Regions from separate parts of the Ovis aries genome. Here region 2 is linked to region 1. The links are chromatin contacts, called in public Hi-C maps. All regions are on one chromosome and are shown on one strand. Each heading gives the region's core, a stretch centred on a gene start, on an enhancer-like site or on the middle of the called end of the contact. The rest is flanking DNA. Distances are from core to core; before and after follow the strand shown.

Region 1 (5,944 bases), core at 1,352-3,851:
AGAATCCACTCACAGGATGCTCTTTATTCCTGGGGTCACCTTCTCCTATTCAATGGACAGAACAATAGCTTCCTAAGCTGGGGGGTGGGTGGGAGGAGAAGACCCCAGTCTGATGGCTGGGGGTGGGGATGATGGATGGCTAGCAGGAGGAAACTGCTACTTTACTGTCCAGAGAGGAAGGAAGCTGGCTTGTGAGAAAAGCTCAGAGCCGGCAAGGCAAAAAATACTGCTGAACCTCCCAGTTATACACCAAACCCCAGGAGTCTGCACTTACTCCACTTGTGAAAGCAGGCATCACGGTGGTGAAAGGACAGAGGTGGCTGAGAGACAGGGTTCCTGAGTCAGGGGCCTGGCTTTCAATCCTGGCCCCGTGCACCTCAGCAGATGTGAGTTGTGATAGTACTTTACACATCTGCTTTTAAACAAAGGGTTCCTCAGATGGCTCAGTGGTACAGAATCCACCTGTCAATGCAGGAGACTTGGGTTCCATCCCTGGGTCGGGAAGATCCCCTGGAGAAGGAAATGGCAACCCACTCCAGTATTCTTGCCTGAGAAATTGCACAGACAGAGGAGCCTGGCAGGCTACAGTCCATGGGGTCACAAAAGAGTTGGACACGACTTAACTAAACAACATTTTAAACAATCCTGTCCAAAAGCAGTAAGTGAAGGTCTAGAGGTAGCTCTGGGAGATGTTTTAGTTGGGAGATTTTTTTTGGGGGGGGGGGGGGGGCAGGGATGGTAAATCTCAGCACCACCCAGCCCACAGCAGACACTTTATAGATATTATTTGAATTAGAATAAATTCAAAATAGTAATTTGAATAAAGAAAAGGGGCCGTTGCGTGATCTTGAGCACAGTGTTGTATTTTTTTTTTATTTCACAAACAACCATGTCATTTGTACAGGCACTGACTCACCTATCCTTTCGACAGCCCTCTAAGATTACAGGGGAGGAAACCAAGGCCCCAAGAGGTTAAGTAACTTGCCCCAAACCACACAACTAGAAAGCGGCCACAAGGGGATTCAAACCCACCATGCTGACTCTAGGTCCCACCCTAACTTTCAGGCCGTACTGCCTTTGTCTGAAAATATCTATTTCCAAGCCAGAGCCCAGAGCCCAGAAAAAGAGTCCATCCTCCAATCTTAGCTTTAAAGGGGCTTATTGCCAGTGATGCTGGGCCTTTTGCTTCAGTGGTGTGTGTTGGGGGCAAGGACGGGAGGTTGTGGTTGTACCTGCATGTGGTTTTTCCACTTAATGATTCAAGACAACCCAGGGAAAGGCACAAAGTTTACAAATCCTGAAGATTTTGCTTGACAGATTTCTTATATGTACACACCTGTGTAACTGCCTCCCAAAATACAGAATATTCAAAACACAGAATATTCCCAACCCCTTGAGACCCCACCCCACCTTCCATGTGCCTCTCCCAGTCAGTGGCTAGCCACCCACAAGCGGGACCACTCTTCTGACTTTTCACGCTGCAGATTAGCTTTGCCTTTTCTAAAATTTCACATAAATGGGATCATATGGCATGTATGTGTTCATATTCTGCTCTATATTCTACAAACAAAAACACATCACCAGCACATGGACAATGACGGCAGGAGAAAGGAGGGGGCTGTCGCTAACCATTCCTTTCTCCTTCGATAAGCACCAGGATTGTTTTTATTTTGGCTCTCTGACTGATGAAAGGGGAAACCCGGGAGGGCTGGACCCTGGAGTATGGAACTCCGTGAGTTAACGGTGGAAAGCTAGTGACCGTGGGGGCAAAGGAGCTGTCCCGCCTGAAAAGGTTACTGTGAGAGGGAGGAGGCTGCCGGTCACCTCTGGTTGTTCTGGATGCCCAGACGGGAGAAGGCGTTGTGGAGGCTTTAGAACGCTCCAATCTGGTTCCTCCAGCGCTGGGGGCGCCCAGGGTAGCCTCAGGCTCCTCCCTAGCATTGACCTTGTTCCAAAAGACCGGGAGTCCCCCAGAAGGCGTGTCTCCCTACCTGTGCACTGTTGGATGAAGTCCTGATATTCCGCTCCCTGCTCGCCGGGGACGATGGTGGAGCCGTCATATTTAAAAGTCACCCTTTGGATTGGGAGAAGAGAAAAACACACACATACACATACACATCAGCGTTGGTGCCTGAACGGTGCCGAGCTTCCACAGAACAATCTAAGAGATGCTCTGGCTAGCGAAAAGCCAGCGCTGGCTTTCCACGCTGTCCCGGGTTAAGGCTGCGGGGAGACCGCACGGGGATGACCCTTAATCCGTCCCGTCTGGAAGACGGCTCAGCGCACCAGGGCCCTCGCGAGCTCAGGCAGCGGGGCTCGAAGAGCAATGCAAAGTTCCTCACCAGATGACGGCCGAGCTGTCGTCGCGCACCAGGTTGTACGCCGTTCGGCAAGCCTCTTTGTCGATCTTGGTGGCCATCGCCGCGGGGCCGCAGTGGGGATACTGTGCTCGCAGCGAAAGATGAGCGCGCTTGGGGCCAGCTGCAGGGATCGGAGCGGAGCGGGGCGGGGACGCGCGGAAGGCGGGCGGGCAAGCGGGCGGGCGGTTGGCAACAGCAGCGAGAGAAGGCGAGCTCCGAGCTCCGAGAGCAGCTGTGGCTCCGAATGCGCGAGGAGCGCAAGCTAGACCCAGGCCACGCAGTCCCGCCCCCCTCGCCCATTGGCCTTCCAGGACGCATTAAGCCCCGCCCCCTATTTCTATTGGTCTTAGCGCGTATCGGGGGCGTGGCGTCTTTACTCACCAGCGGCCAATACCAGCCCGAGTGGGTTGCGCAACCCTGCGAAGGGGGCTGGAGAGGGGGGCTTTTTCGCCCTCCTCCCCTTCTCTCCTCCCCTCTTCTTCTCCCTCCCCCCTTCTCCTTCCTCCTCCTCTTCTCTTCTCCTTCCCCCAACCCTTTCGATGTTCTCCCACTCCCCTAACTCCTCCCCCATTTCCTCCTCCCCAAGCCCTGTTTCTCCTTTCCCTCTCTCTAGTTCCTCTCCCTCCTCCCTCCTTGAGTCTCCCTCCTCGAGTCTCCCTCCTCATTCACTACCCGCTCCTCACCTCACCTCCTCCCCTTGCTCTTCCCACTTCCCTAACCCCTTCTCCCTCCTGCCTCCCTATTCCCACCTCCCCTCCCTTCCCCCACCTCCTACCCCTAGTCCTCCTTATCGCCCCCAAACAACAACTCCGTTTACCTCCTTCCTATTCCTTGTCTTCAAGCTTTTGTCCTCTCTCTCTCTCTCACTTTGCATCCCCCCTCCTCCCTATCCCTTCCTCTACCTCCCTCCTCCCCACCAGGGCTCCTGGGCTGCAGAGCTCCACAGGGAAGCTCCACATGGGTGACTTACTGCATCAAACTGCCCCGCCCCAGTGTTGGGCTCCGTGGTTTCTAGGTAGGGAGAAATCGGAAAGAAGTAAGATTGTTAAATAGGAGGGGATAGAAAGTGGACTGCTTCTGAAACACTGGTGGGATCACTGTTTACTCTGTGCTCTGGTTATTTGCATTCACATCTTATCTCCCCCTTTGGGTTCCACTGAGGGCAGGAGCTGACTCATTCTGTCTTCTTCCTTCCCTCACTGACTCACTCATTCATTCCCTCCTGCAATAATTCCACAAAGACCAGTTACAGGGTTGAGGCAAGTAAAAAGGCTGGACCCCCCAAGACTCGGCTCTTGAATTGCATCCAGTGTTGCCTCTTTTTAACTGTGGGCCTTTGGACAAGCCTCAAAAACTCTCTGATTACTTTCCTCCAATGGGATAGTAATAGTACCGACAACATAAGAGTCGCACATAGCGACTAAACAACAACTACAACTGACATCATAGGTTTGCTTTATGATTAATGTTTAATGAAACTTGTAAACAAATATGTTAGACATTCAACAAAAGGTCATTGTTGTTGGTTATCAACTAAAATAAATCGTAAATAGAAACCCCAAAGGTCAGGGACAATGTTTAATTAATAATAAAATTAATTATCAATGGTAAACAAACAAAAATCAATCAAGCATTGAACAGACACATGGGGGGAGGTGAGTGGGAAAAGTAGGAGCTGGTATTGCTGTAAATTAAAAGGCAAAACAATTCCAGTTGGATACAGTTCAAAGCAGCTCCCTGATGAAGATAATGAGATAATTAGCTATTAGAAATCAAACCAAAGATGGATCCATACCTCACACTGCAGATAAGGGTAAATTCCAAAAGGATCGAAGATTTGCCTGTAAATAAAGGAAACCACAAAAGTGCCATAAGAACACATGGGAAGCTTCCTTTATAAGATTGGAATGGGAAACCAAACTAACCATGACTCAAAATCCAAAAGCCATAACAAAAGATAGATACATTCAGATATGTAAAAAGTCTTCTTCGAGGGGAAGAAAAAGAAAACAAAACAAGGCAGTAGAGCAGTAGAAAGTATTTGCAACTCAAATCAGGAAAAATTTATCTCACTGACATGTAGAGAAACCAACCTCGAAAAAAGAGGGAATTCCCTGGCAGTCCAGCGGTTAGGACTCCATGCTTCCACTCCTGGGGAGGTGAGGAGGGCTGGGTTTGGGGAACTAAGATCTTGCAAGCCCTGTGGCACAGCCAGAGAGAAGGCAGAGAAAAGAAAAGTGAGCACAGGATATGACCAGACAGATCAGAAGGCTCTTAAACAATGAGAAGATGTTCAATCTCAAGCCCTAATAAGAGAAATGCAAATTGAAGCAAAACTGAGATAACTTAAAAAAAAAAAAAACCTAACAGTTTAGCAAAGAGCAAAATTTGACAAGCATGCTTTGTTGATGAAGCCATGAAGACCCAGGCCATCTCATACAAGCTGGTGGGAGTGCAAGTGAGCACAACCAGGCATGGAAGCCACTTGTCAATATATAGCAAAGTTGGAAATCTCTGTGCTCTTGGCCAGTTTCCCCTAGAAACATCAACAGGACATAGGGCGCCCCGTGTGCCTTGGTCCTACACTCAGAGATTCTGATGTAGTTCATCTGAAGTATGACTTAAGGGGTGGGATTTTTTAAATCCCCTTTCATCATTTTCATGTGCAACTGTAGCTGATGGCTGCTGCTATAGACACAGTCAAGTAATCATTGAGTAATCATCATTCAAGTAATCACTGACTCAATGGATGAGTTTGAGCAAGCTCCAGGGAGTTGGACAAGGAAGCCTGGAGTGCTGCAGTCCATGGGGTCACAGAGTCAGACACGACTGAGCGACTGAACTGAACTGAATCACTGAGCTTTACTGTTAGTAGCAGAAGTCCCCCATTGATGGGGGGCTGGATGAAGAGATAATGATACAGGTGTGCCATGGAGAAATCTGAAGCTGGAAAAACAAAGAGTAGGGGGCTTCTCTCTATGCACTGTTACTGACAGATCTACAGTCTACATTAATGATAGAACATTAATGATAGAGAGTCTACATCATGACGGAACAAAGCAAAGTCCAGAACAGTATGCCCAAAACACCTTCTTGTGCGGCTACCTTTTTAAAGTCGGCGGAGGGAGTACAGAGATATTTGTGTTCTTTCATAAATACCTCTGGAAGAACACACAAAAGAAAAATAAAAAGAGTTGTACCTGAGATGGAGATGAGGAAGGAAGCCAGGTACAAAGGGAAGAGGAGAAGAGAGAGATTTTACCATATACCATTTTACCTCTACCTATTCTGTTCTGTTTTTGAGCATATGAATGCACTATATATTAAGAATGTTAAGCAACAACAACAAAGTGGTTTCTAGTCTGAATTTGATTCCAGAATTCAGGGACCCTGCCTGGGTGCCTTGACGGTTCCACCTTTAACTGTGTTTATCCTATTCGTAGTTGCTGTCGCCCTCTACTGGACTGAAAGTGTAAACAAAACCTGATTTTGAGCATTGTGAGGTCAACATGCCCAGCTAAGGCAGAACAATAAACTGCGCACCAGTAATAAATGTGCTGTGTGAATATTTGTTTAAATCTGAG
Region 2 (5,982 bases), core at 150-2,649, 150 kb after region 1:
GCTCAGCCAAGAAGGATGCCAGCACGGATTCTGAAAGGTGGTAGGACACATGGCGTTTCCTTTTGACCTTTCCCAAACTCTTTCCAGTGGTGGTGGCTTATTAGTTCCATGTTCCTTACCAGGATCTCCTGTTGTAAAACATCCCATGCAATGCTTACTACAGTGCGTGGCCTGTGTGTGGGTTCAGTCAGTGTGCTTCCCCGAACAACCACGTGCAGGCCCAGCTCCAACATGGGACAGCGCTGTGTGTCCAGGCTGCTGTGGGGCGGCCTGGTTAGGAGGGAGTAGCCAGAGCTGAGCCCAGGTAGTGTTGCTGTAGCGTTGATGGGGGGCTGGTAAAAAGCTGTGTCCACATGCTGGCCCCCAGACTGGCAAATGTGACCTTGCTTGGAAAAAGAGTCTGTAGGTGTGATCAAGTGGCCCATCTCAAGAGGAGATCAGCCAGGCAGGCTCTACGTGCAGTGATCACTGTCCCTCTGAGAAGAGGAGGGGCCGGGTGAGGATGGAGGCAGAGGCTGGGGAGAAGCGGCCACAGGAACCCCCGAGCCACTGGAGACTGGAAAGGGCAGGAGAGGTTTCTCCAGAACCTTAGGAGGGAGACATACCTCAGCCACACCTTGTTTTCAGACTCCTGGCCACCAGAACTGCGAGAACATCAATTCCTGTTGTCTTAAGCATCCCCTCTGCACCCCCTCCAGTGTGTGGTCATTTGTTCTGGCAGCCACAGGACCCTAATCTTGGCTCCAGTGTCATAAAAAGATCTGGGGGTTGAGTGGATTACCCCTGCCCCGGCAAAACCACAAAGACCCGAAACAGCTCCTGCCCCGTGAAGCATCATTGTAGGAAGGAGAGAGTCGAGGAAGATGCACCCATGAGAAGCTCCAGATGGCACATCTCAGACAAGTGACCTGAGACTCTGCAAATGAGCAGAGATGCTGTCAAGGGACAGAGACTGGGGCACTGCTTATTGTCAAGTTTAAACTAGTTACCACTCCCCGCACCACCCCACCCACCCTGTTCTAGAAGATAAGCACACACCTCTGAGCGGAAGTGGAGTGAGCGTAGCTGCCTCTCCCACAGGGGTGAGAAGCACGTGGAGGAGGAGGATAGCATGAAGATGCCTTGGCCACGGTCACGTCCAGTCTGGTCCCAGCTTCTGCAGGCCGTCCAGGGCTTCCCTGATGGTGGAAGGCGGCTACTGCCCACCAGAACAAAGCCTAGGGCTGGCCCCCATCCAATTCCTACATCTGGAACATGTTACATGATTGCTAGAAAAATAACCAGACGAACCCAGGACGTTTCTGGTAAAGAGGCTCCGAGGAAGCAGCTCTTGGAGCAGATGACTCAGGCTGTGCTGAGGGCTGTGTGGTCTGCGAGCCACGCTGCCTGGAAGCCATTCCCTGCGCCCTGGCTGATTCACCCTGCAAGGGGCATCGCAGAAGGCTGTGGCCTAGCTCCGTGGCCGCCCAGATACCCTTTTGCAATCACAGTGAATCATGGGATCTGCGTTAATGTTCTGTGGCTGCTGTAGTAAGTGACCCAACCTTAGAGACTTAAGACAGCATGTGAAATGAAATGCGCATGCTCAGTCGTGTCCAGCTCTTGCCACCCCATGGACTCCAGGCTGCTCTGTCCATGATATTCTCCAGGCAAGAGTGCTGGAGTGGGTCACCGTACCTTCCTCCAGGGGATCTTCCTGACCCAGGGGTCAAGGCCACGTCTGCTGCATCTCCTGCATTGGCAGGCAGGTTCTTTAGCGCTCAGCCACATAAATCAGCACAAACCTACTGTCCTGCTGGGCTGGAGGTCAGAAGCCTGAAAGGGTCTCACGGGACTAGTCAGGGTTCCTTCTGGAGACTCCAGGAGAGAATCTGTTTCTTAAATCCTTTGGCTCATGGCCCCCTCCTCCATCCTCGGAGTACGTCCCTCTGATTGTACCTCACTCCTCCTTCTCCTCTGACTCTGACCCCTGCCTCCCTGCCTCTCAAAAGGAGCCTTGTGATCACACTACACCCACAGGATAATTCAGGGTAGTTCTTCATTCCCAGATCCTAATCACCTTAATAAAGCCCCTCCTACAAAGTGTGGTGATTGGACTAGTGTTCCCCCAGATTTCATCTCCACTCAGCCCTCAGAACATGACCTTCTTTGGAAATGCGGTCTTTGCAGATGTAATCAAGTTGGGGTCCTACCTGAGTGGGGTAGCCCCCATCCAGTCACTGGTGTCTTGTAAAAAGAGGGAAATTTGGACACAGATACTCAGGGAAGACAGCCTTGTGACTTCGGAGTCAGGGATGGGAGGAACGTAGAAACCAGGAAGCCCGAGGATCGTCAAGACAGGTGGAAGCTGAGGAGGCGTGGACTTCATCCTCCCTGAGGGTTTTGGAGCAAGCATGGCCCTGCCGATGCCTGGATTTTGAACTTCCGGCCTCCAGAGCTTTGAGAGCACAAGTCTCTGTTGTTTCACACCCCACCCCGTTTTTGGTTGTTTGCAGCAGCCCTAGGAGACTGATGCGTCAGCTGTTTTTCGCTCAGTTGTGTCCAGCTCCTTGCGACCCCATTTACTGCAGCACACCAGGCTTCCCTGTCCTTCACCATCTCCCAGAGTTTGCTCAGACTCACGTGCATCGAGTCGGTGATGCCACCCTCCCGTCTCATCGATGCATTCCAGGCTTCAGTGATCAGGCTGTGCTCCTCCTGGGGGTGTTACTCAGCTCATCACAGAGCCTTCGAGGGGAAGGGAACGTCCATGGCAGGGAGGAGCTGGAGACGGCAGTCAAGCCAGATGTGAAGTCTAGGTCTGGGACTTCCCTGGTGGTCCAGTGGTTAAGAATCTGCTTTCCCGTGCAGGGGACGCAGGTTGGATCCCTGGTCTGGAAGGTCCCACATGCTGCGAGGCCTAAGCCTGTGCGCCACAACTGCTAAGCCCATACTCTGGAGCCTTGCTCCATAGCAGCAGCATAGGCATCGCGACGAGGCGCCAGCGCACACCGCAACTAGAGAAGAGTCCGCACGTCACGACAGACACCCAGCGCAGCCCGAACTCAACACGAAAGACGAAGTCTAGGTTCCCTGCCTCAGGCCTTGGCTCAGGTGACTGACAACTCGGCTAGGGCTAGGGGTCCGAGGCCACTTGCCCAGGTGCCTGGCAGTGGGGGCTGGCTGGCAGCTCAGGCACAGTCCGGGGTCCTTGGCTACCCCCACCCCATCCTCTCATCCTCCTGTGGGCTAGACCGGGCTTCCCCATATCATACCTGTCTCTGGTCTGAGAGACCAAGAGCAGAAACTGCAGACCCCGTGGGTCCCAGGCTTGGAGCGGGTGCCCCATCCCTTCCCTCACAGCCTGTTGTCCAGAGTAAAACCATACGGCCAGGCCAGGCCCAAGGGAGGAGCATTAAACTCCGCCTGGTGATGAGCTGAGGGCTGGAGACACAGGGGGCGAGGATGCGGGGTCCCTGCCCCACTGACCACAGGGCCGTGACTCCCGGGAGGAGACCTCTCCAGCTTTGGCCTGAGTGGAAAGTGGGACCCAGTCAGCAGCAGACCCACGTTACCCAGCTGACGACACCGACCTGGAACACGTGTGTGCAGGGTGAGGCCGTCCTCGCAGTTGTCCCCGGGTCAGACCCGCCAGGGCTTGTGCATCTGCAGGTCTCACTGACTCACCAGCCAGCGCCTGCCAGGGGCTCCGGAAGTCTGTCTTCCATGAGGGCCATTATTTAATAGGAACACAGAAGCCACCCCATCATTTGGAAATAATCTCAGTTTGTCTTGGTTTAGGCAAGAAGGAGCACAGAACCTGGGCATGTTTCGTATAATAATAGATCACAGGGTATGAATGCCTCCAGTTGTTGTCATTGTTGAGTAGTTTCTTGGGAGTCAGAGATGATTGTATTTCAGTCCTTGAACATTTGGTGCGTGCCCACTGTGTGCCCAGCCCCATGCTGTAACAGGAAAGAGTGGATCACCCCTCCCTGTTCCGGTCACCTATTGCAGAACAAGAAAGCACCCCCTAAACTTAATGACTCAGAGCATCACCAGTCAATCGTTTTGCTGGGTCTGAAGGACCCGCATTCATGACTGCACGTTGGTGCTGCCTGCCAGCTCCCCTCCCTGGGGGCAGCTTGGGCTTCCTCCTGGCATGGTGGTGGGCTCCCAAGAACATGTGTCCCACAAGGAAGAAGTGGAAGCTGCCAGATCCTTAAGGCCTGGCCCAGCATCCTTCTGCCATATTCTTGGTCTCACAGTTTAGAGTCAAGGGAACAGCATCCTTCCAAGACTCATGGGAAAAAGGGATTTGTAGATATAATAAGGTGAAGTTCTTACTGGATCAGTGTGGCCCTAACGCACTGTGACTTGGTGTCTGTGTACAGAGAGCAGGGGACACAGTGGGCAGGTGAGAAGCTGGAGGGGAAGAGCGAGGATCCTCCTCTCGGGGCTCAGAGGGAGTCTGGCCCTGCCGACCCCTCGATTTCAGACTCTGGCCTCAGATACTGTGAGAGAACACATTTCTGTTATTTTGAGGCACCCAGTTTGTGGTCATTTGTCTGGCACACCCCAGGATGCGGATACACTGATTTACCCTGCTTTTCCAACTTTGACCAGAAACTCTACTTATTTGACTGTTTCCTAGGGCGGGGGAGATTAAGGGAGGTGTCCCATAGGCGGTAGTGCTCAACTTGGACGATATTTATAAAAATAGTAGTGTTGACAACTCAGAGGACATGGAGGAAAGGGATGATGCCAACAATTAACTCGTTTACTGCAGCGGCTCTGGGGAATTCCCTGGCGGTCCAGTGGTTAAGGCTCCAAGCTTTCACTGCAGGGGATGTTGGTTCAGTCCCTGATCGGGAAACTATGATCCTGCATCCTGAGCTGTGCAGCCAAAAAAAGAAAAAAAAAAAAACAACACTACAAAGGCTTTGTCAAGAGGGTCTATTACTATTTTCATCTCACAGATGGAGAAACGAGGGATGGGAAAATCAAGGCATTTGCCCAGGGTCTCAGGACAAGAAGGACAGAGCTTGGCTTCAGTGTCCAGTAGGAGATCTGGAGGTTTTGGTCCTCCCCAGCAGGAGGGGTTCCCATGCTGGGGTCTGGAGGGGAGACAGGTTTCCATTCTTTTCATCTCTCAGTCCCCCCGGGCTGGCATGGAGCGTATAGCAAACACACTAGGGGATGCTGTTCATGAGCGAATAGGCAGCATTGGGATGCTTGGCTCCATCTGCAGGCTGACAGGAAGGTTTAGAATCTTCTGGAAACGCCACACCCTGGGTCTGATGCCCAGGGCCCAGCCTGCTCTGGAAAAGCCTGATCGTCACCGGAGAGAAAGCAGTCACCAATGCAGCAGCCTCCAGAAGAGCTGAGCTTCCGAGGCGTTCTCAGCCACGGCCATCAGGGCCCCGGCTCTGCGCCTGGAATCTCAGGGAGGAGAGAAGCAGGCAGGAACCCTGGCGACGGTGGCAGCCCAGGCGTATTTCGGATATGGGTTTGCCCTGTTCCAGGTTAATGATTTCAAAACCAGCATGAGCAACGAGTCTCGCAAAATTGTGAAACATAGTCTCCCCCTTTTTGTAAAGATATTATCATACTTCCATTTTGTTGTTTGCCTCCAAGAATGAAGAGGTTCCAGATGGATAATCCCAAAGAACAATAACAAAGAAAGAATAACAAAAAATAAACTCCCCTGTTCTAACATTAGATCTGTTATCAGGTTTAAACTAAAGATGTTATCCAATGTAAGTATTGGGGAGGAATAAAAATCCTACCCCTCCTCACCTAAATCAGGATAAAAATTTATCTTTTTATGTAATAGAAATCTGAGGTAAGTAGTGGGACTGATATAGAAACCTATGTTAGTTATAGATGGCCAGGTGCCACTACTTAAGGCTTCTGTTCCCACCATACCTCGTGGTCTAAAGTGGCTGCTGCACTCCAGCCATCATATGCATATTCCAGGCAGGAAGGACGAGGAGAACTCTG

The links. A called contact is a pair of places that touch in the nucleus more often than the background predicts.
Region 2: a contact with region 1 is called in a Hi-C map of tail adipose tissue, with 5 times the contacts expected there. The contact joins the enhancer-like site here to the promoter of COTL1 in region 1. A contact is called at or near these places in 9 of 16 Hi-C or Micro-C datasets (hypothalamus, liver, mesenteric adipose tissue and 5 more).

The regions. Positions count from the first base shown.
Region 1 is chr14:10,355,658-10,361,601 of ARS-UI_Ramb_v3.0, forward strand. It overlaps COTL1 (coactosin like F-actin binding protein 1), which reads right to left and starts at 2,602. Exons shown (of 4, transcript XM_004014943.4): 1 at 2,343-2,602; 2 at 1,992-2,074. The coding sequence starts at 2,419.
Region 2 is chr14:10,504,727-10,510,708 of ARS-UI_Ramb_v3.0, forward strand. The region is part of intron 1 of CRISPLD2 (cysteine rich secretory protein LCCL domain containing 2); the gene reads left to right. Among named protein-coding and RNA genes, the nearest start is that of CRISPLD2, 25 kb to the left of the region's middle. Within about 2 kb of position 1,400, at least 8 of the 54 cell types and tissues checked have an H3K27ac peak or open chromatin away from gene starts, as enhancers often do. A contact at or near this core is called in tail adipose tissue, where this site is marked.